Linked DNA regions of Mus musculus: region 1 is linked to region 2. A link is a contact called in public HiChIP or PLAC-seq data. All regions are on one chromosome and are shown on one strand. The core of a region is the stretch at or near the end of the contact, and the rest is flanking DNA. Distances in the headings are between cores, read along the strand shown. Region 1 overlaps Ttc28 (tetratricopeptide repeat domain 28). Region 2 overlaps Ttc28 (tetratricopeptide repeat domain 28).

Region 1 (2,700 bases), core at 151-2,650, 280 kb after region 2:
GCTCAACAGCTTCCTGATATTTATAAGAGATTTCGGTGAAATGGCCACTCCGACCTTTGTGACCATACACACTGACCCATCTGTTGTTAGTCAGCGTTTGTCCATTTGTCTATCTGCTCTCTACCTGTTCTACTTCCCGTCAGTCCTTCAAATAATCTTTGGACACCTGCCATTCTTAGGGACATTCTGCTGCGAGACCAAGCTCAGTGGACTGGGAGACAGGAGACTCTGCTATTGTCTGTTCCACGGGAGGCCACTTGTCTGTGACACCTCCCTCCAGAATGAACCCAAAGGCCAGTGACCCCCTGAGAGTCACCAGGCATGTGCAGATGGCTCAGGTGTATGCACAGTGAGGCGTTTAGGCATCCTTCAAAAGGCCTATTGTGTTGTGGGGACTCTAGAGTGATGGTTCGGATGACGGTGTAGCCGTGTGATGGTTGTTCTGTGGATGGTTAAGGGAGGTAGACAGAGCACGGCATGGAAGTCCTACACCCATCTTCTTCTTTGCCTTTTCTTTGTTCTCTTTTTACGACTCCAGTAACGGGAGTTTTATTACAGCAGTTTGTGTTCTCAGCTCTTTTGCTAAGGCTCTGCATAATTTATGATCTAGATTCCAAAATGTTAGTGAATTGCTCCACCAGAAATAATGGAATGTGACAGCAGTGGATTCCTCATTCTTGGCCCAAATATTTGTGTCTGTGGTTTGCAAGTCATTTCATAGCATGACTGCTGCATTGCTCAAGCTGTTACCAGGATGGATTCTGACAAAGGAAGAGAATTTGGGTGACTATAAAAGCACAAAATGGGTGGGTCAACAGCACTGCACTTATGTGCATAGGGGTTTGGGTGGGGTGGGGAGAGGCCTCCTGCCCTCTCCTCCAGCAGGTGCACTCTATCCCTCAAGCCAGGCAGAAAAGCTGTATTAGGTTTGTGATTTCAACCCCAGCCTCTGTGCTGATTAGCCCCCACTGGGCACCATCCTGCCTGAATAAAGCAGTCATCACAAGAGGCACCCAGGGAAAAACGTCCAGGGTGCAGTGGTGACTGTGAAGCCTCAGGGAAACTCCCGTGCACCAAAGGCACTGTGCTGACCCTTCTTTATTAGGACATCACCCAGCAATGTCAAATGTCAGAGATCTGGAGGCAGAATCTACTATAAATGCAAAAATCACTTAAATGGTGGAGGAGGAGGAGGAGGAGGAAGAGGAGGAGGAGGAGGAGGAGGAGGAGGAGGAGGAGGAGGAGGAGGAGAGGAGAAGAGGAGGAAGAGGAGGAGGAGGAAGAGGAGGAGGAGGAGGAGGAAGAGGAGGTGGAGGAGGAGGAGGAAGAAGAGGAGGAGGAGGAGGAGTCACAGCACAGAAAAGACTGTTCCCTGTGTTGATGTGGCTTTGTTGGTGAGTCACAGGGGCTTAGTGGCCACAGAACTGAATGTCTGAGGCACTGGGAGGTTCGTCTTGGTATTGAATTGTCCTTCCTATGGCAAAAATGAGGCAAAATCATCTGACCAGATTCCTAGACTCCCCCTGAGGCTGGGGCTGACAGGAAACAACAGCTGTAGACTCTGAGGAGGAGCACAGCTCCAGAGCCCTGTTCTAGCAGACAGCTGCTTTTTCTCTGAACAGAACCACCGACAAATCGCCCAGTGACCTGTTCACTCATGGCTGCACCAGCACAGGGATCATGGAAAGGATTACAAAGTGGACGCCTTGGGGCTGAGACACAAACACCACTGCCTGCCCCTTCACTGATTGGCTTTGTATCAACTGTATCTGAGATACATAAAGAGAAAAGGTGGAGAAAGCAACATTCTTCCTGGTGTTTTTCAACAAATACAAGATCTGAAAGATGACAAGGCTGAACAGAGCAACACATGATAGCCGTGATAGGGCTAGTGCAGGGGCATGGTCGAGGACACCCTCTCATACAGAGATGAGTGAGGTCCAGAAAGCTGGTCTTGGGTTGTTAGAATTATTGGTTTACTATGTCCCTATGAAAGACACACAATCCAGATATTTTATTTATAAGCCAAATGTCTAGATTGGGTAGATTGAAGGCTATTCTAATTTATTACCCAGTCATTCAGTCCCTTGTTATTTTGTTTCTCCCTGCAGTGGGAGTCTGGTCCGTGGCAGCTTCCTCTTCAGTGTCTGCCCTCTTCCCTTCCCCAACCTGGAACCTCCTCTGGAACCTCCAGTCCTGTCTTACTCCCTCGAGGCTCTGCCCAATCACAGGCGCTGGCCTTTTATTGACCAGTTGAAATGGGGAGAAGGTTCACATGGCATCTGCTCGTAGGAGGCAACCTCACACTGAGGAACCCGTTTTTAGCTACAGGATGCAAGCAGCGTCAGACCCACTACAGTCTTGGGTTCGAATGCCAACATTGCTCTTTACTCCTTGCTGACCTGTAGAACCACAGTCCTGAGACTTAATAGCAACAATGTTTCATGTTATTTAGTGATAGGACACCTCCTCCTCTTCCCCCTCCTCTTCTGCATTTAAAATATTAATTCCAGTCTTAGATTTTTGGGCCAAGCTAATAAACCCATAATTGAAAAATAATTCCAGTAACTGTTTCTCCAAGTGTAAAAAAAAAATCAAGTCTTAGGAATCTGACCTGAAGAAATGCATATTTCTGATCTATAGGTTTGTTTATATGAATAAGTAAAAGAGCTATAAAGCCATGCCTACTTAGTTATGTAT
Region 2 (2,700 bases), core at 90-2,589:
GCCTGCCTCTGCCTCTCTCTGCCGAGATTAAAAGTGTGTGCCTCTAAGCCTGGCACTGTTGTCTTAATGCACCTAATTTATAAATTAATCATAAGGAAATGTGCGTACAACTACTACAGTCTTACATCTTTTTGTGATCATAGTATTTTCTGAGTATTGCGCCATCAGGTGGTGCTGTCTTACAGCAACCTTCTGGAGTGTACACAAGCCTACATGTTGTAGTTCATCACTGCACAAAGACTTTTGATCAAGATAGGTGGTGAATGGGAGATGGGTGAGGTGGACACTTTACATTAAGCTTTTTTTATGTATAGAAAGTGTATGTATAGTAAGGTGTCAAAATTACAAAAACATGGGAAGCAGTAACAATTGTTTATTAAGATTTTCAGCATACGTGTCATGCATCGCGTTTCTTTCTTTTCTTTTATATGATCGGAAGCCCAGCAACCTTAAATCATCGTCTCCACAACAGTTGAATAATGCACTGCAGTGTTGAGATGACTGTTGTCACCAACGGGGAGGATTTCTCTGCTCCTTCATCGATGTCGGGGACTAGCATGCTTATGCTGCCAGTTGTTGGCTTTAAACAGGACTCACGTATAAGTGATACATGTTCAGCATTTGTTACTGTGTGCAGTTTCAGCATCTGCCGTTTCAGGATGTGCATCAGCTTAGAAAGTATCCATTGTGAATTAGGTGGCTACTCAAGTCCTTAGAGGGTTTGCACTTTGTACTTTAGGTCTCTGTCAATTTTATCAGATTGGTCTAGAGCAAGCCTTGTTGGTTTGAGAGTCAGAAAGACATAGTTTGATGCATTGAGGAGATAGCGCAGTCATTAAAGTCCTGTGCAACCATGAACACTCATGTAAGAAGCTGAATGTGGTGGAGATGCTTGTAATTCAGGTGCTGGGAGGTAGATCTAGTAGATCTCTGAGACTCACTCGCTCACAGCAGCCTAGCTGCTCCCAGTAAGAGCCTGCCTTAAAAACAGGATTGATGGTGCCTGAGGAGGAAGGACATCTCATATTGCCCTTGGCCTCTATGTGAACATTCGCTTGTATTGCACTCAGACCCACAGCAGGTTGGAAAATCTAGTTCCGCCACTTAACTGCAGCCATGGTGTGATGCTTGTTTGTAAACCTGGGTTCCTAAGACATGGAGTGAGGTACAGTGAGTGTTGTTTCCTTGCTGCAGGTGTGTGTTGGTGTAAGTAGCTGCAGCACCGGGCTTTCAGTTGATAAAGGAGAGTTCTGTGCTTCAGAAGAACGACATAATGTTTTGGTAGAGAATACATTGTGGAATGTCTAAACACACATTGGCATATGCACTGACTCATGCGCTGGCCATCTTCTGGTGATGAGTCGTACTCACATTTAGAAGCTATTATATTATATGTCCTGGTATGTGGTACGTATTTTACATTTGAACCACTCTTGTTTTCTCAGTCATCTGTATCTTATATTTTTTGATAGAATTTGTTTTTGAAATACTTAATTCTTTAAAAACTTTCTAAACATTGTGTGTGTGGGCCCCTGTGGGGTGTGTTTATTTGTGCTGTGTGTGTGTGGTGTAGTATAGTGTGTGTGTATATATGTGTGTGGTGTGTCTATCTGTGTTTTAAGTTGTGTGAGTGGGCATTTGTGTGTCTTTATGTGTGTGTGGTGTTTCTGTGTTGTATGTTGTGTGAGTGAGGTGTATGTTTGTGTGTCATCTGTGTGTGTGATGTGTGTGTATTTGTGGTGTGTGTATGTGGTATGTGTGTGTGTGGTCAGCACTTATGTGGGCACAGCAGAGTATGAAGGTCAGAGGAGAGCTTGCACCAGTCAGTTCTCTACTTCTGCCATGTGACTTCCTGAGATTGATTTTAGATTGTCAGGCTGGAACTGGAGGGAGACACAGGTGGCTGGGAGCCTCCTCCTGTGGGTGCTAAAGCTGCAGCAGGTGTTTTTAGCCAGCTGAGCTCCCTCTCCAGCACCCGAAGTGCTTAATCCTTAGGAAGCGCTACAATGAGCCAGACACTCTCGGGCTTCAGAGATTCATGGTGTTATTATTATAATGTACTTTAAAAAGGCGGAATAAAATCATCTTTTCCCAGATTGCATCAGTTCTCTTAAGTTCATTTGTAAATGGAAGTATGGTAGCATCTATTTTAGTTTAAACGATGTGAGCTGGGCATGGCAGCACACACGTGTGATCTCAGTACTTGGAGATAGATAGGGACAGGATAATCACAAGTTCAAAGTCAGCTGTGACTAACAAATTTGAGGCTTTGTGTTAGAAAAACTTCAGTAGACAAAAAGTATAAAAATTAGATCTTAGCAGGATGTAGTGGTGCACACCTCTAATTCAGCAATCAAGATACCCATACAGGAAGATTTCTTTGAGTTTGAAGCAATTCTGGTCTTCATAGTTCCAGGACTGCCAGAGCGACATAGTGAGACCCAAGTCTCCTCACCCCACAAAATCCTCAATTTTGTCTTATAATATTTGACTTATTTTTAAATTGACCAAATTGTGACTGCTTCTGAATTCGGCATGTCCTGTAGTGATCAGACAGACGTACACCCTGCCTTCTGTGGGATGGCTGTATGAAGACGTGCATTGTGAGATGGCTGTATGAAGACATGCATTGTGGGATGGCTGTATGAAGACTGCATGAAACTTCAGACAAAGCTCCACTTCCAGCACGGCTCAAACATT

The links. HiChIP or PLAC-seq counts read pairs in DNA pulled down with a chosen protein or histone mark.
Region 1: a contact with region 2 is called in an H3K27ac HiChIP or PLAC-seq map of embryonic fibroblasts, with 4 times the contacts expected there. The contact joins two enhancer-like sites. A contact is called at or near these places in 3 of 15 datasets of contacts at CTCF or cohesin (the NIH/3T3 cell line, pro-B cells and stem cell-derived epiblast-like cells), 6 of 484 Hi-C or Micro-C datasets (CD4 T cells, bone marrow-derived macrophages, cerebral cortex and 3 more) and 7 of 115 datasets of contacts at active chromatin or transcription factors (T-cell acute lymphoblastic leukemia, differentiating embryonic stem cells, embryonic basal ganglia and 3 more).

The regions. Positions count from the first base shown.
Region 1 is chr5:111,204,496-111,207,195 of GRCm38.p6, forward strand. The region is part of intron 6 of Ttc28 (tetratricopeptide repeat domain 28); the gene reads left to right. Among named protein-coding and RNA genes, the nearest start is that of Gm35628, 29 kb to the right of the region's middle. Within about 2 kb of position 1,401, at least 69 of the 459 cell types and tissues checked have an H3K27ac peak or open chromatin away from gene starts, as enhancers often do. A contact at or near this core is called in embryonic fibroblasts, where this site is marked.
Region 2 is chr5:110,924,667-110,927,366 of GRCm38.p6, forward strand. The region is part of intron 2 of Ttc28 (tetratricopeptide repeat domain 28); the gene reads left to right. Among named protein-coding and RNA genes, the nearest start is that of Ttc28, 46 kb to the left of the region's middle. Within about 2 kb of position 1,340, at least 14 of the 459 cell types and tissues checked have an H3K27ac peak or open chromatin away from gene starts, as enhancers often do. A contact at or near this core is called in embryonic fibroblasts, where this site is marked.